Regions from separate parts of the Mus musculus genome. Here all the other regions are linked to region 2. A link is a contact called in public HiChIP or PLAC-seq and capture Hi-C data. All regions are on one chromosome and are shown on one strand. The core of a region is the stretch at or near the end of the contact, and the rest is flanking DNA. Distances in the headings are between cores, read along the strand shown.

Region 1 (3,990 bases), core at 666-3,165, 160 kb after region 2:
TCTAATATAAAAGAAAGTCAAAGAAAGACAAAGAAAGACCAAGTGCTCAAAGAAAGTCAAACTTCAATCATCATTATTCCGGGGGCCTATTTGCTGCCATTACTTGCCACAGACTATCACGACTTTCCTGGGGTTCCTCTGTGCTCACTACCTACAAAACTCAGGCTTGCTCATCATGATGGTGTGTCCAGGATCCAAGTTCTGGAAGATAGAGATGTTATTTCTCCAGGAAAAAGGTTATCTCTTGATGCTTCTCCCCTTCATCTGGCCACTGACTTGGGGGAGATGCATTTACATGTGTGTGATCTGACATACATGCTCTTACAGCTCATGCAATCCATGGTTTCCAGTTTCCATGTGGATTTTTCAAGGTCATAATTGAGGTCAGTCTGTAGACTTCAGGAGAAGCAATGCCATGAAGGATAAGCCAGGAGGAGAATTTCGAAGGCTCATCACATCATGACTTGCAAAGCCAATGCCAGCTGAGGTCAGGCAGGTGACTTTCATGACGGGACCAAGTAGAGCAAGCCATGCCAGCTCTCTAGACCACTAATGGGATTAGACTCTCACAGGCAGCCAGACGTCTGTCTGAATGTGAAAATGCCCAGTCTACATTTCCCTTTTCAATGTTATTGTTGTTCTGTTTCTGTTTTTTTTTTAGTTCAAATTTACAGAAAAGCTTAAACAATAATTCCTGAAATCCTTCATTCTCATCATTTAAATTCATTCAGATTTTTAACATTTTGACGCATCACACGTGTTTATATAAATACTTCATAAACCACCTGAGTACATAAACTATGTAAAATGGAATAACTAGTTCTTAAATTTTTCAGTATGCATCTCTTACAAAATGATTATCAAGCCTACAAACCATAACAGTTGTATATTATTGATGGCTCATCTTGAAATTTCTTCATCTTGGTCCAAATTATTTTGGAATCCTTGTTTTTATTCCAAATCAAAGGTCTAATAAAGATTAAAACCTTGCTTTGGTTATGTGCTGTTGGCATAAATGTCCCCTGATGCTTTAAATACACACTTGAAATTTTTATACATGTATACAATGTATCTTGATCATATTCACCCTTTTTCTGCACCCAGGACTTTTCAGCACATCTCCTTCTCATTTCCAGGTGCTCATTTTCTAGTTATTAATTAATTGATTAATTAACTGAGCCCACAGAGTGCAATTAGTACTGCCAGTGTGCACATGAGTGTTAGGTCACCCACTGGAGCATGGGGGACCTGCTGTGGCCATACTCCTCAAAGCAAGATGATGCTCCTCCCTCAGCAGCCATCAACTACCAATAACTTGTCAACTGGGACAGGACAAGATTTAATGAATCAGGACATAACGATATTACCACGTGATAATATCGTTAGGAGGCGAGTGTGAGAGAATAATGTGACCTGAGCTTACATACAGATGTGCAGGAGTCCAGGTGAAGTTACGGGGAAGGCAGGAATTGAGAGAAGTGGGTGCTGTGTGCGACTATAGATGTCTTCCAAGTTAATAAAACAGTGTCACTTGCCACTGAGGGTTTGGAATATGGAATATTAAAGCACTTACCTAGAGTAAGTCTATAGGTTCAATACCCAGAACTCAAGAAAGTTTTAAAAAAATGTCTTTTTTTTTTTTTTTTTTAACCCTAAGGGTTGGAAACCCAATGAAATGCTTTAAGCAAATGTGATTCGTTTATCACAGAGAGATCGTGACAGGCCTACGGGGAAAGGATCCTATTTGAAGAAAAGCAGTACTGTAAGAGGCTGTGTTAGTGCCAGACAGGAAGACTAGAGGCAGTGCTCGGTGGGGGAGGGGAGGGCGAAATTCCAAAGATACTTGGGAGGCTGAGAGACAGGGACACGCTGACAGGAGGTAAGACTGTGAGTCAGAAAAAGGAGTCTAAAACAGATTGCCAACTCATGTGTCTCATGTCCGGTCGGCCGGACAGCCAGAGAACATTGACCGGTGTGTGTTCACTGGATCGGAAAGACAGGGACCAGGGAGCGTGAGGATAAGAGGTTAACAAGAAACACAGTGAGCAGTCAGGGGTAGGGTGCAAGCCAGATGGGGCCTCTCCAGGCACTCCAGCCCTATAGGGAACTTGCTATCCAAATCAAAGGGGTGGAGCCAGAAGGAAGGGGAGGAAACATTGCGGTTTTGCTGAAAGTCTTCCCTGTGTTCTCAGCTGACCTTGAGGCTTTCCTTTCCCCACTTTAAAAAAAAAAAAATCTGGTCAAGACATTCATCAAGAATGAAGAAACTGTGACTATTCTCGAATCTTCTATTTTAAACATTTAATCTTTTTTTTAATTTTCCTTATATTTTTCTATCAAATACTGATGTCATCAAATTGTACTTTTTGTGCAAAGAAAAACTCTAGATAAACCAAGTTAAACCATTCGTGTGGGAGGTCATAATTAGATATCAAATCCTTCCGTGTCTCCCCCCCCCCATTCCTATTCAAATTCATAGCCTCTTTTATTTTCACTGTTGCTACTTAGATATATTTCTAAATTCATAAATACAACCCGCTCGATCTGTATAATGGTACTCATATGTACATTCTTCTGCGCTGACATTTGTTATTGCCAGCCAGTCCGTGTGCATTTCCCTGGGAAAGAGTATCTCTCCTGGATTCAGCATTCCTTAGTCGCCTTTATGTCTTAATGTAGGGTTGAGACCTCATCACTATTTTTTTTTTTTTTTTTTTTTGTCCATGTTGATTCTGTTGTTGTTGTTAATATTTGGATATCTATGTACCTCAACTGTGTGCAGTACCCATGGAGAACAGAAGAGGGCACCACAATCCACGGGAACTGGGGGTCCAGCAGATGCTGAGCCACTGTTTGGGTACCCAGGTCCTCGGGATAAACAACCAGTGTCCTTAAGCAGTAAGCACTGTCTCCAGCCCTGGCCCTGTAGGTTTTTTAAAGTCTTATTCTCCAATGTAACTATGTCTCTAGGATCTTTAGAAGCTCAGAGATGGAAACTAACTCCGCCAGAGAGTTTTTTAAAAGAAAAGAGAAATGAGACGAATAATGTCGAGGTTTTTTTAAAAAGGACAAAATACAGAAGAGAAAAGCCACTGCCGTTTGGGGGGGGGTTCTTTGTTTGTTTGTTTGTTTTTGTTTTTTGGGTTTTTTTGTTGGTGGTGAGTTTTTTGTTTGTTTGGGGGTTTTGTTTGGGGGTTTTGTTTTGTTTGTTTGTTGTTTGTTGTTTTTGTTTTTGTTTGGTTTTTCGAGACAGGGTTTCTCTGTGTAGCCTTGGCTGTCCTGGAACTCACTTTGTAGACCAGGCTGGCCTCGAACACAGAAATCCACCTGCCTCTGCCTCCCAAGTGCTGGGATTAAAGGCATGTGCCACCATGCCCGGCTTGTTTTTGTTTTTGTTTTTGTTTTTCACACATTACATAGGAGCCAGTCCTGCACGGTATGGCTTGTGATGTTTCTCTCTGCGTGCAGAAGTCTTGAGGTAAGGAAGAAGAAGTGGCCACAAAAGCCAAAGGGAATCAGCAGACTTCACATTGTCTCCCCATTCCTACAGAACCCACTCCCCTCTCCATCCCCCGTGGGTCTGGGCACCATGCAGCCTAACGCCGCAGACTGTAAGCTCAGTGGAGGGAGGGATGTCTTTTTTGGATGAGCTGTGGTCGGGACATATTCGGTTCACAAAGCTCTTGACCATCACGAAGGCATCTCGAACTTTCCCTGAGACATCCATTCATTTGAACTTCACCTACTCCACGTCAGTTTTGGTGGTGGAAGGGCGTGACCCTGCTGCCAAATTCACTCCTTTGCTGAACAGCCAGAAGGGAGCCCCAGAGCTATCAAACTGCACTTAGATCCCTGTCACGAAGGAAGCTGTTAGGACTGTGTTGAAGGCAGACTCTTGGCCAAATGAGTTTCATTCCCAAACAGGCTTTAAAGGCCAGAAGAACTAACATAGCCACCAACACCAGATCACCATATTTGAAACAGGACTGC
Region 2 (3,994 bases), core at 955-3,454:
AGGAAAAGAAATCACATTTTTCTAGGATCTTTAAAGCTATTTGGCTAATATCATTTCAAGGGTTTTTATTAAAAGCAATAAATAAACAAACCCACAGCAAATAAAATTAATATTTAAGAATGGAACTGCTGAACTGTTTCTAGTGATATAACCAGGGTAGTGTGTGTGTGTGTGTGTGTGTGTGTGTGTGTGTGTGTGTGTGTAAGAGACATACAGACAGACTTGATTATTTTGTTTTGTTTAATTTAGAGAGAGTATCGCTATGTAGCCCTGGGTGGCCTGGAGCGCAGAGATTTGCTATCTGTCTTCCAAGTGCTGGATTAAAGGCACTTGCTATTATGTCCAGCAGATAAATTTTTATTGCACAACTGCAACTCTAGAATAATTATACTGTTAGAAGGCAACAGAGTCCTCTCTCACATAAATATATATTCCATTTTTAACTCTGGAGCAAACTTTTTGAAACCATACAGAATAAAGTAATTTTTAATATTCTTAGAAATTTACAGTCAGAAAAGAAAGCCAGTGAGCTCTGTCTTTATTTCCTGGAAAGTCCTAGTTCTCTGAAGCACTTCCATTCACTTCCCTCTTTCTTGTTGAAATTATGCAACCAATTTGCTTAAGGCGACATAGAAATTGAATCCCGGAAGGCTAATTTAGATGACGCCTATTGTTTTAATGACTAGAACCTCGTAGGTATGGCTCTGCCCTGAAATTATCTTTCCTTTGAATTATCTTTCCACAGTTAGTAATTGTGCTTATATGCCACCTTGTATTTCATCTTATATTTAGTCTGCAGTAGTTGTGTGTGTGTGTGTGTGTGTGTGTGTGTGTGTGTGTGTGTGTGTGTGTGGTGGTGGGGTGGTGGTGGTTGTTTTTAAATAACCATAAACACAATTTGAAGGCAGGTGGGTTAGCTATCCCAGGATATTTTTGGATCATACATTCTAAAATTTCAGGACCAGAATAATATCTGTATAATACTCAAGAAACAAGTTTCTATATCAAATCCTATAGCAGAACCCAATATTACCAGGCATTTTTTATCTAGTGACCTCCTAGTTTGTGCACTAGTCAAGGTGTATTAAATGAGACTACACATTCTTATTTCTTCAGGGAGAGTTCTGGCTTTTTAGACAGTACTTTGGAAGCTCCCTAACCTTCAGTTTGCTAGGACACTAGTATTAATATAACAGGATTGGGTCTCAGGTCCCTGGTTCCTCTATAAACCTAACACTCAGCAAATAATAGAAAGTCTCATGTTATTTTTGTTTTGTTTTGTTTTGTTTTGTTGAGATGAAATCTCTTCATTTCCCAAGCTGATCTCTAACTTTTAGGCTCAAATAATCTTGTCTTGACCCCAACAGAAGCAGGAACTGAAGGGACACACCAGTATCATCAGCTTCTAGATATTTTTAAATGACCTCTTTATGTGTCTTTGTATTTAAGAGCAAAAAAATCTGCTCAAAACAAAATCAGCTGAACCATTAAGAACAATCTTTAATATTAATATTTATTATTTAGATGTTTAATATTTAGATATTTAATATTCTGAGCACAGGAAATAACAGTAAACCGTAGATAGATTAAAAAAAAAAGCATTAGCCATTGAAGTTAGCACAGTCACCAGGATTCTTGGAGACAAAGCTTGATGCTTTGTTGGCAAAATCGTATCCAGATTGAATAGATTGTATCAAGGAAATATGGGCCAGTAAGGTTCTCATGGTGACTGCCAGCCCTAAGGATAGACTGAGCACCAAAACAAAGGGCATATTCTACCAGAAAGGCAACCTAGAATCTAGAGGCAGCATTTCAGAATTGCAGCATTTAAACCGGTCTTGGGTTGAGTCTATGCAATCGTAATGCTGCCTTCTTCCTGAAGTCTGGTCTAGACATAGAAATGTAATCGACACAGGAGTTAGTCCTAGTGACTATAAACAATTGTTGCACACACCCCAGTTTGACTGCTCTGCACTGATGTGACAGGGCAGCTGGGTCCTTCTTCCTAAAACTCTTAAAACCTCAGCATGTGTCTGAAACCTGAGTTGGAGAAAGGTGGGGGCCACACTCAAGGGTTGGCTTTCTGGATTCTGTGAAGGCGGGGCTCTGCCGGGGAAGGGAAATCTCATTGGGGTTTATATCATTCAGCCACAAAGAAACCAAATAGCAGGCAGTATTTCTTGCACTGGTTTGTGGAAGAGGAAAGGCTTAAGGTTGTTTTTCCTCTTTTAAAGCATCCTGGTGTGGTTACAAGATCATAATTCTGTTGGGGTGTGTGACTCTGCATTTATAACCTAAAGTTTCAAATATATACACATCCTTATAAATAGCATGCTTGCTTTAACTCGGAACATTGCGTAGAGTTTTAAGGTGACTCATGGTACTTGAATAGAGAGTGAGATGTGTTTCCTAGGATTGTGTACACACACCCTAGGAGAACAACCAGAGCGTTGAGTATTGATTGTGTCTTTAGGTCCACACAGATGGGCAACACTTTCTTTGGGGTTATTTCCGGTGGGAACAGACAAATACAACTTGGCTAGCCCTGAAAACAAAGTGCTAAGATTTTTTTTAAATGTGATTTTATTTAAAAACTAGCTGAGAGCTAGGAAAACTAGCTTTGATAAAAGCATCTCACCTATCTTAAAGAAGGAGAGTCATTGAACACGAAACGCTTGGCGTGTGTGAGAGGACTGTAGCAAATACTCCTGCTTTTCCCCAGAAATCCAATGGTGATGTGGCTGAGTCCATTCACCACATCTGACTCTTCAGTTTTATTTTGTTGAAGTTTTGAAATTGTAATTGAATTTCCCTCCTTTCTTCCCATATACCCAGGCCACTCACGTTCATATTTATGCTCTTGTCATCAATTGTCATTGTGTCCATGCACGTATTATATTCCTGAATATATCCCGTTGAGTCGGCATAATGTTACTTAATATATATGTTTTGGGGGCTGATCATTTGGCACGAGACAGCCACTTTTTATGCTCCTCACTGGGGAAGACCGCTTCTCCAGCTCCCAGTTTTACTTGGTTCCCTGTAGTTCTTTGTGTAGGATTGCGGCCTCATGGGCTGCCCCCAAGCCCCTGACGTTTGACATGTTTATTGGTGCCTTTTTGTTCAGCTCAAGTTTGACTGTCATGTTCCCGACACTTTATACGTATAGCTTCTGATGTGACTAGGAGACACAATCTCCTTGATTTTTTTTCAACTCATAATCTTTCTGCCCCCTTTTCCCCAGTGTTTCCAGAGCCTGAGATGTTGGGATGTTTTGTAGATGTATCTGTAGGGACTGAGCTCCACAACCCTGCACTTTGATTGGTTGTGGTTTTCTTTCTTTTTTTTTTTTTTTTTTTTGGTTTTTTTCGAGACAGGGTTTCTCTGTGTAGCCCTGGCTGTCCTGGAACTCACTTTGTAGACCAGGCTGGCCTCGAACTCAGAAATCCTCCTGCCTCTGCCTCCCGAGTGCTGGGATTAAAGGCGTGCACCACCACGCCCTACTGGTTGTGGTTTTCTGTAGTAGTCTCTTTTGCAAAGAGCCATCTTGCAAAGTTCAAACATACTATCCATGTTAAGTTTACATGCCAAACGTAAAGTGTGCTTTATGTGTTCGCTATGGTGTTGTATCTGATCCATGAAACTTCTGTTCAAATCACTGCCCCAAAGCCCTGTGATAGATTCCAGTAATGCACATGTCAGTAGTTACATTTTTAAAAAGTATGCAAACATTAAAACTCTTCATGTAAGTTGTTCAGGCTTTAGAAAACTTTTGTTAGATTGCAGGATGAAGAAGACAGGGAGGAAATATAGCATCCCCATCTGATAATAGAAGACGGAGCTTTTCTGTTAAAGCTTGTTGTTGTTGTTGTTGTTGTTGTTCTACCCTGATATGGAGTTTCACTTTTTAGCCCAGGCTGGCTTCAAACTTAAAACCCTTGTCTCAGTCTCCCATGAAATAGACTTGTTCTATCTAAATCAACATTTCTAAAGT
Region 3 (4,024 bases), core at 1,283-3,782, 160 kb before region 2:
CGCAGGCAAACCTGTAGTCTTTCCTCAGCAACTGACTAAATTAGATCAAGAGTAAGGGAACAGTTCTCTGAGTACTCTTCCACAAGAGATTGTAGAGAGGAAGGCTGGGTACCCCCATTTTTCTTCCCTCTGGGAAAGAGAGAAATTGCCTTTGACTGTGTGCACACAGTATTCTGTAGCTCCTGGACCTGACCTCTTTTGTCTTGTGCTCAATAATGTTGTATAAAGAATAAGGCAGGTAAGAGCTGGCCAATGCCTCACTACTAGCTCATCTTTGACAGACTCCTCAGACTCTCAATTCAGGCACTGCATATTCACTGCCCTTGCTTCCGGTCTGAATCATAAACTTCAGAAGACTCTCCAGTTATGTATGAAAAGGGTGAAGGCAGATAAAGTTCTTTGGAAGGGAGAAAACGTAGCCGTTACGCGTAGAGCTGGTACTTGAAATCGCTTCCTCCGCGGTTAAGACTTGCATTAGTTCAGTGTGGTCAGCAAATAGCAAGCAAAGGCCTGCCACAAGCCAAACAAGAAGACATCCCCTGCCTTCTAAACACTACTTTTTACTATTTAGCATTTAAAATCCAAAGCCCATACTGCTAATGCATAGGTAGGGCCAGTGGGAGAGCTTTAGTGCAAGAACTGATAACACGAACTCAGAGCTGCAGGTGGATTATTTGAGCTAACTTTGGGGTTGTGGGGAACAGCAATTATTAGGCAGGGGAAAAAAGGGAATAATTTCAAGTAGAGATAATAACAGTGTGTGCAAGAAAACACTTGCAAAGGTCATCTCAAAGTTAGTGTGTGTGCCTTTGCAGTGGTAGGTAAGGATGTGGAATCTGGGCCATGGCAAAGCAACAGCAGCTGGATATATGAGGGAGTTTGGAGTCTTTATTTGAAATGGGGATATATCAAAGGCTTCAAGTCAAATGAATACTTCATGGGTGGTTTCTTTATTTTTTTTCAACTTTTTATTAGATATTTTCTTCATTTTCATTTCAAATGCTATCCTGAAAGTCCCCTATACCCCCCTCCCACCCTGCTCCCCTACCCACCCACTCCCACTTCTTGGCCCTGGTATTCCCCTCTACTGGGGCATATAAACTTTGCAAGACCAAGGCTCCTCTCTTCCCAATGATGGCTGACTAGGCCATCTTCTGCTACATATGCAGCCAGAGATACGAGCTCCGGGGGTACTGGTTAGTTCATATTGTTCCACCTATAGGGTTGCAGACCCCTTCAGCTCCTTGGGTACTTTCTCTAGCTCCTCCATTGGGGACCCTGAGTTCCATCCAATAGCTGACAATGAGCATCTTTTTTCTTGTTGTTTTATAATAAATCTCTGGCATGAAAATTTAATTATTTCCCCTTTCTGTCACTTTTTTTTTTTTGCATTTGTACACATTCTACATAATCTCTTGGTTAGAATGAACAGATGAAATAAACATTGGGTGTTTTCTTGTTATTGAGGATGATCAGAAAACAAGCTGAAAAAGAGCCCAGGACATAAGGAAGTTGCTAAATACTTGGGTGAAGTTGGGCTTGATTAGACTGTGTTTCTCTTGTGTTTAGATCTATGCGTAGCCCAGGTAAGAAACTAGGCAGCCAGATAATCACTCAGGCATAATTAGAAAGAGAGCTGGTGAGAGCAATTGAATGGGATCAGGGGAATACACATGTGGGATGTCAGACAAGAAAATGAAGGCATGGTGACCCAATGTCTTGTCATTGGATGTTCGTGTCTGGAAATAAGCGAGGAAAGCAGAAATGGTTGACTTCACTTAGGTCACGTTGACTTTAGGGGACATTTAAGATCTTTGTAGGAGGCATGAGACTGGAGTTCAGAGCAGCCCAGTCAGGCTGAATGTGAGAACAACAGCGGGTGACCAGATAGATGAGTCTGGAAGGTCAGCGAGGACATGTGGGGACTGTCCAGTTACCCATGGAGAAAGATGACAGAGAGAAAAGAACATGTCAGTTAGAGGATCCAAAGAGGGCCTAACAAAGACAGCTGAGAGATGGGGTAGCTGAGGAATAAAATCAAGATAGCCTGGTACAAAGCCTATCAATCAGGATAGCCTGGTACAAAGCCTATCAGGATAGCCTGGTACAAAGCCTATCAGGATAGCCTGGTACAAAGCCTATCAGGACAGGATAACAAGGCAGCCGGACAAACTTCAAAGTTAACCATTAGAGAAAGGTTGATCAAAAATCAAGCTGAAGAAGAGCCCAGGAGATAAGGAAGTTGCTGAATACTCGGGTGATGTTGGGCTTAGAGTGTGTTTCTCTTACGTTTAGATTTTTAAAACGCTTGTTTAAAGGACCTTTTAAAGAGAACTCTCTTGTACCAGAAATCTCCACAAATGCAGATTTTTGAAAACATTACATTTTTTTTCCTTTAGAGTAAACAATTCTTGCCTAAATAAGAAAAAAGGAAGAGACATTTTTTTAAAAAACTCCTCTCTTAAGGAATATACGGTACACACAAAAGGCCATTACAAAAGCGGTGGAAGTGATGGCAGCAACTTTTCTCTGTAGGAAAGGAAATAACTCAGATTCAGGAAAAGTGGCTTGCTGAGAAAGCAGTTAGTCACATGTCTTCCCAAAGGAAGTGGAGAGATTGTGTGTGAGTGTGTGTGTGTGTGTGTGTGTGTGTGTTTCTTTAAGGCCATAGTTCAGTGGAAATAGATGACTATATTCACTTAAATAACGCTCTCTTCGGTTATGCTTAATGGAATGTGAGAATAAACAGCCACAACAATAGAATATGGTGGCAAGCCTTCCAACTGCCAATCAGATGGTCAGCTGAGGGAGCAAACATCCTACAGAATACGAGGAGTTCATGAAGTATTTTTGGGCTGCTCGATATCATCTCTTACGTGCACTTCCTTGAACACAACATCAAAAAGAAGTGATTGAGACAATATGGCCTTCTCCTCTGGTAAAGATTAGACTGATGCCTCATAGAAACATGTGATAGTATCCCGTATATTCTTAGATGAAACGCTATCAAGTCTGTGGTCCATTTGCCTCAGTCCCTTGGGGAGCTGGAATCACAGGTGTGCACTTCCATTGCCAGTTTACAGGTTTATGTCATCTTAGCCAAGGGATCGTGTAAACTGCGTACACATCCAGAAAGTATGAAGGAAAAGGGAAATAATTAAATTCTTACTTTTTTTTTTAGTCCCATGCTGAGGATTGTGGTAACTTTGTGGCATAGTGTGTGTCTTTTTGCCTTATTCTCAGAGAGTTAGAATGTTCCCTGCACACTGACAGGGATGTCCTGGCTCCTCGGTGTGTGGCTGGATGTTTTCTAATGAAAAATAAAGTGTCACCATTGATGGTGACACATGCCAGTCATCCCTGCACTTGGGAGATAGAGGCAGGAGAACCAAGAGTTCAAAGCCATCCTCAGCCATAGAATGGTTTGAGGCAAGCTTGACCTGCATGAGATCCCATCTCAAACAACAACAATAATAACAACAGAGAAATTAGATACCTCTGATCTTGGACTTTGTCTTAGTCAGGCTTCTATTCCTGCACAAACATCATGACCAAGAAGCAGTTGGGGAGGAAAGGGTTTATTCAGCTTACACTTCCACATTGCTGTTCATCACCAAGGAAGTCAGGACTGGAACTCAAACAGGTCAGGAAGCAGGAGCTGATGCAGAGGCCATGGAGGGATGTTCTTTACTGGCTTGCTTCCCCTGGCTTGCTCAGCCTGCTCTCTTATAGAACCCAAGACTACCAGCCCAGAGATGGTCCCACCTACAAGGGGCCTTTCCCCCTTGATCACTAATTGAGAAAATGCCTTACAGTTGGATCTCATGGAGGCATTTCCTCAACTGAAGCTCCTTTCTCTGTGATAACTCCAGCTGTGTCAAGTTGGCACAAAACTAGCCAGTACAGACTTATTCAATTATTTTTGAAATAAAATGTATGGGTGTGGCTAAACTCAATGATATTCTCTCAGGTGTCTCAGTGCAGACGGATCCATCTCTTACTCAACATGCCAGCTTTGGGCTCT

The links. HiChIP or PLAC-seq counts read pairs in DNA pulled down with a chosen protein or histone mark. Capture Hi-C pulls out chosen DNA fragments and counts their contacts.
Region 1: an H3K4me3 HiChIP or PLAC-seq map of bone marrow-derived macrophages shows a contact between it and region 2, with 2.6 times the contacts expected there. The contact joins two enhancer-like sites. A contact is called at or near these places in 5 of 484 Hi-C or Micro-C datasets (adipose-derived mesenchymal stem cells, bone marrow-derived macrophages, cortical neurons and 1 more), 3 of 115 datasets of contacts at active chromatin or transcription factors (bone marrow-derived dendritic cells, bone marrow-derived macrophages and stem cell-derived neural progenitor cells) and 2 of 9 other capture datasets (adipose tissue and liver).
Region 3: a capture Hi-C map of bone marrow-derived macrophages shows a contact between it and region 2, with 7 times the contacts expected there. The contact joins two enhancer-like sites. A contact is called at or near these places in 1 of 15 datasets of contacts at CTCF or cohesin (the NIH/3T3 cell line), 7 of 484 Hi-C or Micro-C datasets (the C2C12 cell line, the NIH/3T3 cell line, the Patski cell line and 4 more), 6 of 115 datasets of contacts at active chromatin or transcription factors (acute myeloid leukemia, bone marrow-derived macrophages, cardiomyocytes and 3 more) and 5 of 9 other capture datasets (adipose tissue, bone marrow-derived macrophages, embryonic stem cells and 2 more).

Annotation. Positions count from the first base shown.
Region 1 is chr15:6,563,251-6,567,240 of GRCm38.p6, forward strand. It overlaps a transcript of Fyb not described here. Among named protein-coding and RNA genes, the nearest start is that of Fyb, 15 kb to the right of the region's middle. Within about 2 kb of position 1,916, at least 158 of the 459 cell types and tissues checked have an H3K27ac peak or open chromatin away from gene starts, as enhancers often do. A contact at or near this core is called in bone marrow-derived macrophages, where this site is marked.
Region 2 is chr15:6,402,342-6,406,335 of GRCm38.p6, forward strand. All of the region lies in intron 1 of Dab2 (disabled 2, mitogen-responsive phosphoprotein), which reads left to right. Among named protein-coding and RNA genes, the nearest start is that of Dab2, 18 kb to the left of the region's middle. Within about 2 kb of position 2,205, at least 16 of the 459 cell types and tissues checked have an H3K27ac peak or open chromatin away from gene starts, as enhancers often do. A contact at or near this core is called in bone marrow-derived macrophages, where this site is marked.
Region 3 is chr15:6,239,744-6,243,767 of GRCm38.p6, forward strand. No RefSeq gene overlaps it. Among named protein-coding and RNA genes, the nearest start is that of Gm16311, 68 kb to the right of the region's middle. Within about 2 kb of position 2,533, at least 7 of the 459 cell types and tissues checked have an H3K27ac peak or open chromatin away from gene starts, as enhancers often do. A contact at or near this core is called in bone marrow-derived macrophages, where this site is marked.